2 separate regions of the Mus musculus genome follow, and region 2 is linked to region 1. The links are chromatin contacts, called in public Hi-C maps. All regions are on one chromosome and are shown on one strand. Each heading gives the region's core, a stretch centred on a gene start, on an enhancer-like site or on the middle of the called end of the contact. The rest is flanking DNA. Distances are from core to core; before and after follow the strand shown.

Region 1 (5,822 bases), core at 951-3,450:
CATGTGTTTCTAAATGTCTAAAAGTTAACTCTTTCCAGGCTCGTTGGAAGCTGAAAGTGGTAGAGAATCAACTCACCTCTACAACAAATGACACAGGCTCCCTGATCCCCATGTGCAAAGAACTAAGGCAGTGTAGTGAGATAAGAATGGTCAAGAGAGACTTTCTGGGAATGTGTGTGCTGACAAATGAGGAGCCTTTGAAATAGCTGTAGAATCTGATAACAGCCAATTGCTAAAGTTCATGCCCAGTGGAGCATTACAGACAAGTGACTCCAGTCTTTACCATGTAAGAATAACCATGACAGCCCTGTAGCTATAGGTGACAAACTGTAAGTGACAAGTAGTTTGAAGAAAGAGTAAGTAACTGGTTGGACATTGACATTGGTGGAATGCTCTGCCATCATGTAAAATCTGGTAGCATCTTATATCTGCAGAGCAGTGAGTATAGAACAAGAGCTTATGCTCATGAAGACAGTTGATCTTGCCAACATGATAAAAGTCTTCCTCATTGCAATAGTTGGTGGACATAGGAGAATGGAAGGATTATAGCTGGTGAAGAGAGGAGAAGCATATGTTGTGTTTGATTACAGAACCCAGCTCTGGGACACCTCTATGCCTCCTGTCATGACTTTTGAATGTGCCCAATGGGTGGAAAATGCTTGCCACATAATGCAAATAGGAAACATGAGGGGCAGAATGTGAATCTTATTGTGGAACTAAACTCACTATTGCCCAAAAGAAATATCCCTTATGTTAATTGTGGCACTTTACCTTGGAATCAAGAGAGAGGCACTTTTCTGTTAGTTCTCTATGCCTGCTCTCTTAACCTTTAATAGCATGTATTCTAACAATGAAGAAACAAGCATTCTAGGGTGGCTATACAAAGAGAAAGACATCATTGCCATTTAACTTTCATTCCCCTCTCCAAGACTATTTGTATGTTAAACTATTTCTAAACTTCAAATTTAAATTCAGACATTGCCTATTTGTTAGTTACTTTATGCTTTGACTTTTATTTACTTATTCATAAGTCTTTTATAAATATTCATATCCCCTTATCATTGTCTCATTTTTGCTTATATTTAGAAGCATGAGAAACGTAAATTATTTCCAAACAATGAATTGATTGTTAAAATGTCTCTGTGCTCATTCCTCTGTAGTCAAAAGTAGTCTATAAAACTAATTGTTGTAGATTCAAATGGCTTTTTAAAGGGTTTTTTTGTGCAAATATAAGTTAAAATAAAATGAATACTCTGTATGACTTGGGACCATATTTCAGTTCTTTGAAAGCTGTTTGCTTTTCTTTGATCTATTTTGAAACATGTAAATATTTTTAATATAATAATTAGAATCAAAATTTTTAAAGCAAATATTTCACAGCCATAGACAGTTCTTATCCAAAACTTTATTGTGTAGTCTTCTTGTCTGATGCTGCTGTGTCACTACAGATGAATGATGCTGGTTCCTGAAGAGTATTCCCAAGTAGGGAGTGTTATCCTTAGCACAGGTTGGTGGCCCTTGGCCTGTTGAGAGCTGCTGGATGTTCCGTTACTATGAGCACATCTCATGCCAGAGTTTATCAGGTGACAAGAACTTCTAAGACCTAATAGCAAGAGATGAGGGCATTGGAACATATGCTTTTTCCTGGTGTTTTTGCAGTCCCCTTCCTGGGCAACTGCAGGCCCTACTAGCTGCTACCTCAGCCCAGCAGTACTCATTCTTCAACTCTAAGTTCTTTTTGCAAACAAGTGTAGATATTTTATCATTATCATTTTCCTCCTCCCTTTTGCCCAAGATACACAAACTTTTGTCTAACCCAGTGATTTGCAAAAGTGGTTGTAGCCCCTTTTGAGATCAAATGACACTTTCACAGGGGTTGCCTAAGATAATCCTGCAAAGTAGGTATTTACATTATGATTCATAACAGTAGCAAAATTACAGTTATAAAGTAGCAGAAAACTGTATGGTTGGAGGTCACCATAACACAAGAAACTATATTGAAGTGTCTCTGCATTAGGGAGGTTGAGAGACACGGGTTAGATTAGACTCTAACCCAACTTCCATAGTTTGTGGCAGAGTAATAGGCAGATCTCTATACCAGCCTAACTTCTCCCTACCACCCCCCTCCATCTTCCTTCTTCTTGCAGTGCAAACGCCAAGTCATATGGACTTGGATTCCGACTCTCTTTTCTTTGCCAAGACTCATATTATTGAGCAAGTGAGGAGAGTTGAGCCAAACTGAACTAAGTGACGCCACAGCACACTGTGTAGTGCAGAGCTAGCACTTTGGATATTGTGTAATTAAGGCTTTAATGAACATCACATAGAGAATTAGACTGCAGATTGTGACACAAATAAATCTACTTGGCTTTTAGAAACATTCCTTAAAAAGAAATATTTTGGTACCAGAATGTGTTCAGGAGGGAAAGAGCCTGTGCCCTTGACACAGGAAGTAGATAACACCTGTCAGAAGAATCGAAACCACCTGCTTGGGTGCATCTGGTAATAAGTTTGCAGCTGGTGCTACACTCTACCACTATGGACCATAACTCCAGGCAATAGAGAAGGTTCATAGTGGACAAAACCCTTCACAATCTGGAAGATCCCAGCTATGGGATTCCTGTCAAATTATGTTCCCTGGGGGTAAGTATTATAATACACCCCATCTTCATGATCTCGCTCTGCCAGTGATTTAAATTTTATGGGCTTATAATCTACACACTGTCCTTGTTCCTGATATAAAAACACCAGAACACAAGTCCTAGTACACTAAGTCTGTTCCCAAGAAAGTGAAACCATTGGAACACTTTCCTGCAGCCTTCATATAAAAAAGAAGCAGAAAGGCCAAAGTAACCCCTTCTGGTGGATTGTTTTATTCCACTACAAGGCAGTGCCGTTATTCCAAAGTAACCCCTTCTGCTAGACTGCTCCACTCCACTCCACTGCAAGGCAGTGCTGTTATTCTTGGGAAAACCCATCCTGGCTTTAAGTACATCAATGTCTCATTGGTGTTTGTCAAAGGCATTCCTTTCCTGTTATTTTAGACTTTTTTCTGGAGTCTGAAAGAATCAAGTAGAATTGGCACTAGCATGGTACACTGTGTATGTTTTAGTCATAAAAAGCCCCCAAGATACACTGAAAGTTCACTCCCACAGTTGTCTTTCTTTTGTAGAATTTCCAGGACAGCTTTTGGATCTTATGTTGAAAAGCTGAAATTTTCAAGAAGAATGAATATTGAAAATGTGTAGGAATAATCTTGGAATTCACAGTAAAGGGCTCATCTCACTCAGGAGGGGGATGGAGACAGTTGCTCCTGTTGATCACAGTTGACCCCTTCTTTTTCTTCTCTTTACAAATGTACCAAAATGCATTCCTCTTTTTAATCAATGTACAGAGTACACATTTTATTACAAGTATAGCTATTGAAAATGGCATTGAAAACGTAAAACTGTCTTCTAGAATCTGAATGGAAGTAGGATTCTTGCACAAACAATATGTAAAGATATTAAAAGGCAATGCCAGAAAGACTTCTTCTCATGCCTCCTCTGTGCATTCTTTGTGTAAATGTGTGCCATATGTCAGGCTGTTTACAGAGGAAAAAGGTTTCTTTCTCAACCACACATCTGGTAGGCATGCCAACTCTGACAGAGAGAAGAATGGAGATGTGGCTCTTCCAGCGAATCCCCATATCCACGAATGGACCAGCAGCCATGAATACCAGCAGCTCATAGCTCAAGTATGTTTCTAGAGAGGTCAACAAAAGACCTGCCTTATAGTTCAAAAGAATCCTAGTTTAGGGGAGTTGTATGTATGTGTATGTGTGTCTGGGGGGGGGGGCTACCTGTGTTACAATGTAAATGTCCTTCCTAGAGTCCAGGCAGAAAATGAAGAAGAAAGCAGTCTTAATAAAGAAGGCCAGAACACCAGAAACGTGGGTTCTCAAAGGAAGATAGTGAGTAATATGCCAGAGAAACATGTAGCACCCAAATCAGGAAGGTGACCTTTCACTGTGGAGCCTATGAGTTCTATCCTGAAGGCCATAGGAGCTGGCCTTCATTGGGATGCTCTGAGGTTTCTGAGGGTCAGTGACATACATATCTGGGTAGTGGAGGGCATGGAAGAGAGACCTAGACCAAGAAGTGTAACTAAGTACAGGTGTTTGTCCTTGTTGCCATTGACTCAGACAAAATGCACATGCAATGAAAATACATGCTTCATTCATACCCAAATGTAGCTCCAAGCTTGGTAGATGGACTCAAATCACAGGACAGCCATCCAAAGTCTTTCTTCTCTTGAGGGTTTATGGAAGAAGATTCAAGATGGGCCTGCAGAAGTAATCTTCCAGTGTATGGACATCTGTCTCACCCACATCTCTTCTTCTCTGTCTCTGAAGAAGTATAAACCCATATCTGTCCTTTGCATAACCTTCCACTCAGGCCATCCAGGGCTTCTGACCACCAGTTATCTCCTTCCACTGCATGGAATACATAGCTATAATGATACCCTTGCTTATAGAACTATTACTAAGCAATTGCAACCTTGATAGCAGCTCTCACAAACTGCACAAGTACTATTTACATTGTTCTCAGCTAAGAGGCTTGCATGATTTTTTTCTCAATACACCTTGAAATCAATTCGACCATTATGCCCATTTTAAAATGAGGAACTGAGTTTTTTTTGCTTATGCTGACTAATAAAAATGGCCTTCAACTTTGGTTCCTTCTTAGAAATGCAAGTATTAACTTTCTTGAGAGCATTTCTTGTCTTTTTTTTTTCCCTAAAGAAGGCCTGTAAATGGGAATCTACAATTCCTTTGTGCCTTGCCGCCCACCACTGCATGACCTCACCAAGGTTCTCAGGCTTGCCTGTTACCTCCAGATGAGAAGCAGCAGACAAGGATTCCTTGGGCTTTCCTTCAGCTCTAAATATTGCTGATTTCCCAGGGCCACATGAAAAGCTCCTTGGGCTGACTTCTTATTCTCTGCGGTGCTGCTGCCTTGTGGGATTAAGAACAGGACTCCTCAGACTGCAGGCCTGGACATTCCTCAGTGCCCAGCTGGACAGTGACAGATCCCAGAGCCCTGAGAAATCCAGCTGACATTTCCCAGGGAGATAAGCAGGAGGCTTCCAAGTGCAGAACAGTCAGACATCTTTTCACAACACATCTAGAATGTTCCCAATTATACAAAAGATAGAGATATGGAAATCTTAAATTCCTACTTCGCTATATCACAATTAATCAGTTAAACAGAAAGGGGGCAGTACTGCAGCTCTGGGCAGACTGCTGCCTCCAGTACCCAAGGGCTCCTATGGCTTTCTTCCATGCTGCTGTCTGCAGAGTCTGTAGCAATTCCCCTTTCAAAGGGATGCCAACTAGAAACAGTCCCTGGCTGCACAGACTCTGGGTTTCCATTAAAATAGAAGGCATTAAAATAAGATATCGTGTATAATATTTGAGTTATTAAAATGTAAACTGTTTTTCATTTCTTATAATTCATCATGTCCTATCAATAGCCTGGAACAAAAGGACTGCTAACCACTGGCAATACAGATGAGTGGGGAAAAAAAAATCTAGGCTTCATTCTTTTCTTTCTCTCTCCTTCCCTCTCTCCTTCCATTCCCCTCTCTTGTTTCCTCTCTTCTCTCATTCCTTTCTTTCTATCCATGTATTTGCCTTCCTTCCTTTTTCTTCCTGTCTTCCTTTGTTCCTTTCTTTCTTTTTGAGATAGGGTCTCACTCTATGACCCAGATTGGCCTTAAAGTAGTGAAGTCTTGCTGGTTGCAGCTTTAAGCTCTGAGATTACAGATGTATGCTACAACAT
Region 2 (5,822 bases), core at 1,433-3,932, 210 kb after region 1:
TCATTAGATATATATTTTTGGGCAAAGTCAACTAAATATGTGATGAGCTAGATAGGAGCTGCGAAAGGAAGAGATGAGTTGAGCATGATGTCAGTGCTGGGCATCTGCAGCCGCACCCTAACCCCCAAACTTATCAGGGCTGCTTTCCAAACAAAGGGTCATTCAGTTTAACAACTCCTCCAAGAGATGGATTTCCCACCATATATCCTTGGGCTCCTATCCTTCAGGGGGAGGGGACTGACAGGGAACAAGAGTCAAATTATTCTTCTGGCAGGAATACATCCAAAGGGAATTTTTTCTAGAATTGTAACAGTTAGTTGCTAAAAATTGAGGCCTGAGTTTACAGGGGCACATACTGGAAACAAGGGCTATTAATAGTCCCCTGAAGGCTGGTTGCCATACTAGACAGGCTGTGAGGCAGAAGCCCACCCTGTAGTATCCACAAGTGGAAACAAAACTAGTGCTGCTAAGTAGGGCAGGGAAAGAAAATTGTTTTACAGATGTCTTAAGAATGCAAAAAGGATTTGTCATCATCTTTCAGTACATGGTAGATCAGTTGTGAGGTAGTGTGCATGTATATAGCCCCCACCCAAAATTCACACAAACTTGAATGTTTGTGAAGAACAAATGAGTGAGAGCCTTCTGCTGGCACTTGGTGTAGGCAGGGACTAGGGGAGCACACACACATCAGGGTAGCAGCCCCAAAATCCATGTACTGCTGGAACAAAGCAGAAACCAAGCAGCAGGAAAGAGTCACTAAAAAACTGCCCATTTCTGGTTTGTGGGGGGAAAACCATGCTCTATTCCTGCATAGAACCCTCCAGATCCTTATTTCTAATCATGTGCCTTTTATTCTATAGCCAGTGCTTTGAAAAAGTGTAGACATTATATGATACCAGTCCCACTTTTACTATCTGACATTGGATAAGCTGACCTACTCTTTTTTAGATGAGCTGAGTTTCCCATCAGTAAAATGGACATGTGCTCACCACAGTGTTATGCTAGGAAGTGTTGTGCTTGGTCCCTGATACTAGCAGCAAATGCAAGCTTGCCTTTCCAGATGCTTACATAGGAAGGTCACAGGGAACCCACAGCTTATTCATTGTATCCTTTTGTTTGCTCTCCAGGGTTTGCTAATTTGGGCAAGGAAAAGGAGATAGAAGGCCAAAACCCATCTACCTATTCTCTTGAACACTTGTTCTCAAAATTCCTTGTGATCCTAGGCAAAGGAATGTAAGACCTGGCCAGGGGCCCAGCAGCAAAGGTCCAGCAGCTAGAGGGTGGGTATGCAGATCTCACAGGAAGCCCACTGTTTGATAGATCTCTTTCTATGAGCAGACAGACAAATGAGCCAATGACAAAGGAAACACCATCAGATGTGTTAGGCAGTACATCCATTCTACCCAGGCAGTGCTTTCAGATACCCTAACCTACCTTCAGCCATCAGAGAGAAAGAGCGTTCTTCCTGAGCCACACACCCAGGAAGCCATTCCTCATCTTTAGAGGCATACTGGAACTTAAAATGATGGGGCAGAGTTGTGTTTCTGATCAGTTTGAGTGCATTTAGTTTTTTAGGCTCAGGGTTATTAAATGATAATACGGTGACAAAGATTTGGATAATGACAGGTAATAATGGGATAGCCCCTGCCTGGTGAGCCTCAGCAGCTGCACCTTCCAGGTTCTCAGAAAAAAGAGTAGTGCTCAGAAATGATGTCCTCAACATTGGCCCTGATTCTCCTTCCTTCAGAGTAGTTGACGAAGTGTCTGGCTGCATGTGTACAATGGGGAGGCACTCATTAAATGTTCTTAGATTAACCATACCTTCTTAGCATCAGAGTTTTGATCACATTCCCTTCCATACTAAAAGATCCTCCACACTCAATATGTCCCCAGTGTCTTCTTACAAGGCCTAGGACTCAGGACCAGCCTCATCCAAGGTCACAGCTGCATGTCCAAGTCATACCTTTTCCCACTAAGTGGATATTACTGAAGCTCTGAGCTGCATTTCTACTCCATCTAGCTAGTAAGTGTACTTGAACCTTAAAGAAATTATCTCTGGCTTTATTGTACTGCTGCCTTGAAACCATTTTCTCTTCCTTCACTCTCTGTCTTCCCTCCCTTTAAGAACCTTCTCTCCTGGGAGGATATGACGAGGATCCAGCTCTGGCCAGGCTCCCACAAAGACTTGGAAAGGGGCCTTCACAGAAGGTACTTGTCCCCTCCCTGGCTTTCAGCACATACCCAGGAATGTCTGCCAAGCTCTTCTGTTTCATCTCTATTTTGTACATTAACACAAGTCCAGCCATACATTTTGCCCATCCAGGATTTCACTCTGGGAAAGTGAAGATCCACTTGCACTACAGCAGAGGAAGGGGTTAGGATCTTTCTAGGAGGCAGCAAAATCAAAAGGACTCAATGCTAAGTGTCCCTCAGAACATCCTCTGATTTCCCAAGGCTGAAGGAAGGAATTATTCTGAAGGTATTAATAGAATGCAGATGTTGGAGAATGTGGCTTTAAATTCTGCTGAACAAATGACCCTGTTGGGAGGTCGTTTCCAGTCTCCAGGGACATTCCACAGAGGGCCCAGCTGATTGTCTCATATTGAAACAACATGTCCAAGACACATTCCAGCCTAAAGCAAGCGGAACAGGGCTACTCTGACCAAGTATAAATCATGAGGCAAAGGGCAACTACATCCCTCAGTGCTGCCCTCCTCCTTCCTGGTTCCCTCCACCTCCTCCACCTACCCCCAAGGAAAACAGAGTTTGAGTAAGAGGCTGCCAAGCCAGGCCGCTGAGGCGCCGGCTGGCTGGCAGCACACATGCTGCAGCTTGGGAAGCTTGCTTCTAGCTTTCCATGCTGTGGCCCTGATGGTTTTGCTTCAGTTCAGTTGCTCTTTGTTTCTGGTCTTCAGTCAAGTCCCAAACCACCAGGCTTCTCTAGAGAATTCAGTCTGACATTTTAAGAGTTAACACCAGAGCCCCCTGGACAGAAGGGCAGATAAGAGAAATTCTGGTGGGAGATGGATGCCGGAAGAACAGGGTAGAGGATTTCTTTAGAAAGTGAATGTGTTACTTGTGAAAATATTAGCCATCCAATAAAAAGAATGAAGTGTCTTTCAAGAGACAGTTTGCCAAAATGGAAAGAAAGTCTTCTTTCAAAGACAGCCAGACCTGGCACTGTTTGGTGAGCTGTGTGTTCAGGACAGACACAAATTAGCTGGTTTAGGGTGGAAGGCATTCCCCAGCAGCCTTTGGCTGGCCACTGTATGTTGGGAGCCGCGCCCACATTCGCCGTTACAAGATGGCGCTGACAGCTGTGTTCTAAGTGGTAAACAAATAATCTGCGCATGTGCCAAGGGTATCTTATGACTACTTGTGCTCTGCCTTCCCCGTGACGTCAACTCGGCCGATGGGCTGCAGCCAATCAGGGAGTGACACGTCCGAGGCGAAGGAGAATGCTCCTTAAGAGGGACGGGGTTTCGTTTTCTCTCTCTCTTGCTTCTCTCGCTCTTGCTTCTTGCTCTCTTGCTTCTTGCTCTCTTGCTTCTTGCACTCTTGCTCCTGAAGATGTAAGCAATAAAGTTTTGCCGCAGAAGATTCTGGTCTGTGGTGTTCTTCCTGGCCGGTCGTGAGAACGCGTCTAATAACAACTGTACTGGCTGAACCTGGCCTTTATAAGTTTGGTTTGTTATGAAAATGTGGGTGAGCCCACCATATCCTTTACTGGGGAAGTCTAACATCAGGCCCTGCCCACAAACCCACCTTCACTAGGCAAATGCAGAAGCTGTGGTCTAGATTTTCAAGGCCACCAGGGATGCTGCTGGTGATCTGAGAGGGCACCAGGTAGAACAGGAAGGGACATCTGTTCTCATGAATCAGAGGAGTTATTGGTAATAGGGATAGAACATCAACAGAAGCTGAGTGTCAATCAACATGGTGACATGAAGCTCCCTACATGGTCCCCTCTCCCTGCAGGTTCACCCAGCCAGCCAGACCCATGAGCAAATGCCCAAGTAATATTTGATGATTGTTAGTATTGAGACAGAGCTACTACTTAAACCAGATATCCTTTAAAATGCAGGGCCAAGTTTGGACTCTGGTGCAGGAGACAGGATGAGGATGTCAACCAGATGGAGCATGTCCTTAACTCAAACCTCCCATGTCTTCAGCCTGCCACTGAACTATGTGTCCTTGTGTGTGATGTGTACATGGTTTGTTGTGAGAAGTCTTGCTCCTATGGACATGGACAGAGGAGTTCCCAGAAGGATGCAGGCAGTCTATCTTTCTTAGAAAAATAATTTGAAGTAGAAGCAACATTTGAAAGGTTTTCACCCATACATGGGTGTGTGAACAAATATGGGGGAGGGGAGCAGGCTAACCAGAGGGGCTGAGGTTTAAAAGGAGTTATGAATTGGAAAGAAATAATCAAATTACTTTTTCCTCCCTCAGAATTTATCAGAAAGCAAAATGACCATTCTAATACACCAAACGTTTGACTTTATTAGGGAATAGAGGATACATGCTTGCTCTCATGCAAGTCGAGCTTTGAGGTGCCAAGTTGGTGGCTTTGCAGGTTCCTGCTGCTGTCTGCTGGGGAAACACAAAGTAGGGACCATTTGCACTGTCTGCAGGAAGCATAGGGAGTTATGGGTGTCAAAAGAGAAACAGTCAAACTTGAGGACTAAAAATAAGTTGGGATGAGAAAGTAGAGTAAGGAAGGACTGCTTATGAGTTATCTAGATGATAGCGATGAAAGTATTACTTTAGACGAAGGTCAGCCTGTAGAAGCCAGCAACCCAAACCTTGGAACTTGACTGATGCTGTACTACCTTTTCTGTGCTTTTCTTATAGAAACGTGGGCAGCACAATACCCCATCCTTGTGCCTTTGGACACAGAACCCAGCAGAACCAAGTACATTTACAGTGTGCCACGGTTGCCACATCTATCACTGAAACTCTGTCTCCATTAAACAGAGGATCTTCTTTCCTCCTTCCATGAAACACTGCTAGCCATCTCTGAGAACTCTAAGTACCTTATCTAGGTTTAGTTACATAGTACATGTCTTTCTTGCTCATCTTCTTTCATTTAATATAAGTTTTAGTGTTTATTCACTCTGTACCTCTTGTTAAGGCTATCATTCTATGCATATGAATCCCACATACTGCTCAACCACACTTCCATTTCTGTTGGATATTATGGCAAATGCTGCCATGCATATGACATATGTCCCTTCCAGAACCTTCTTTGGAACATGTCTTAGTTTGTTTTCTATTGCTGTGGTAAACATTATGACCAAAAGCAGTGTTTTGCTTTCTAATTCTGTGAGCCTTTAATATCCTTCCTCATGTTGTGACCCCCCAACCATAAGATTGTTTTGCTGCTATTTCATAACTGAAATTTTGCTACTGTTATTAATCATAATTTAAATATCTGAAATGCAGGATAGCTGATATTTGAGCCCCAAGGAGGTCATGAGTGTTGGATATATGCAGTAAAAACTGACAAAGCCACACCATGCAACAGGTCTCATGGAGATTTATTAGAAGAGGTGTTAGTAAGAGGGCACAGAGGCTGCCTCTGGGTGGTGGAAAGGAAGGAGAGGTTGGAGGAGAAGCAAGACCTTTTATCAGAAATGTGGCACATGTACAGGACGACATGCAATCATGCAATACAAGGTGACAATGGGCATGTGTCACCTCTGGGCACCTAGTGATGATGTGTCCTGTTGTCACAAGGTCCCTTGGGCTGGTCATAGAGGTGCCTGATTGTCAAAAGTGACCCACAGATTGAGAAACACTAAAAGCAACTTGGGAGGAAA

The links. Hi-C and Micro-C count contacts between places; a contact is called where the count stands out from the background.
Region 2: a Hi-C map of the 3T3-L1 cell line shows a contact between it and region 1, with 2.9 times the contacts expected there. The contact joins two enhancer-like sites. A contact is called at or near these places in 3 of 484 Hi-C or Micro-C datasets (the 3T3-L1 cell line, nephron progenitors and uterus).

What each region holds. Positions count from the first base shown.
Region 1 is chr16:14,987,586-14,993,407 of GRCm38.p6, forward strand. It overlaps the pseudogene Gm46561. Among named protein-coding and RNA genes, the nearest start is that of Gm33696, 50 kb to the left of the region's middle. Within about 2 kb of position 2,201, at least 19 of the 459 cell types and tissues checked have an H3K27ac peak or open chromatin away from gene starts, as enhancers often do.
Region 2 is chr16:15,192,884-15,198,705 of GRCm38.p6, forward strand. No RefSeq gene overlaps it. Among named protein-coding and RNA genes, the nearest start is that of Gm41423, 82 kb to the left of the region's middle. RefSeq lists an enhancer at 1,530-3,233. Within about 2 kb of position 2,683, at least 100 of the 459 cell types and tissues checked have an H3K27ac peak or open chromatin away from gene starts, as enhancers often do.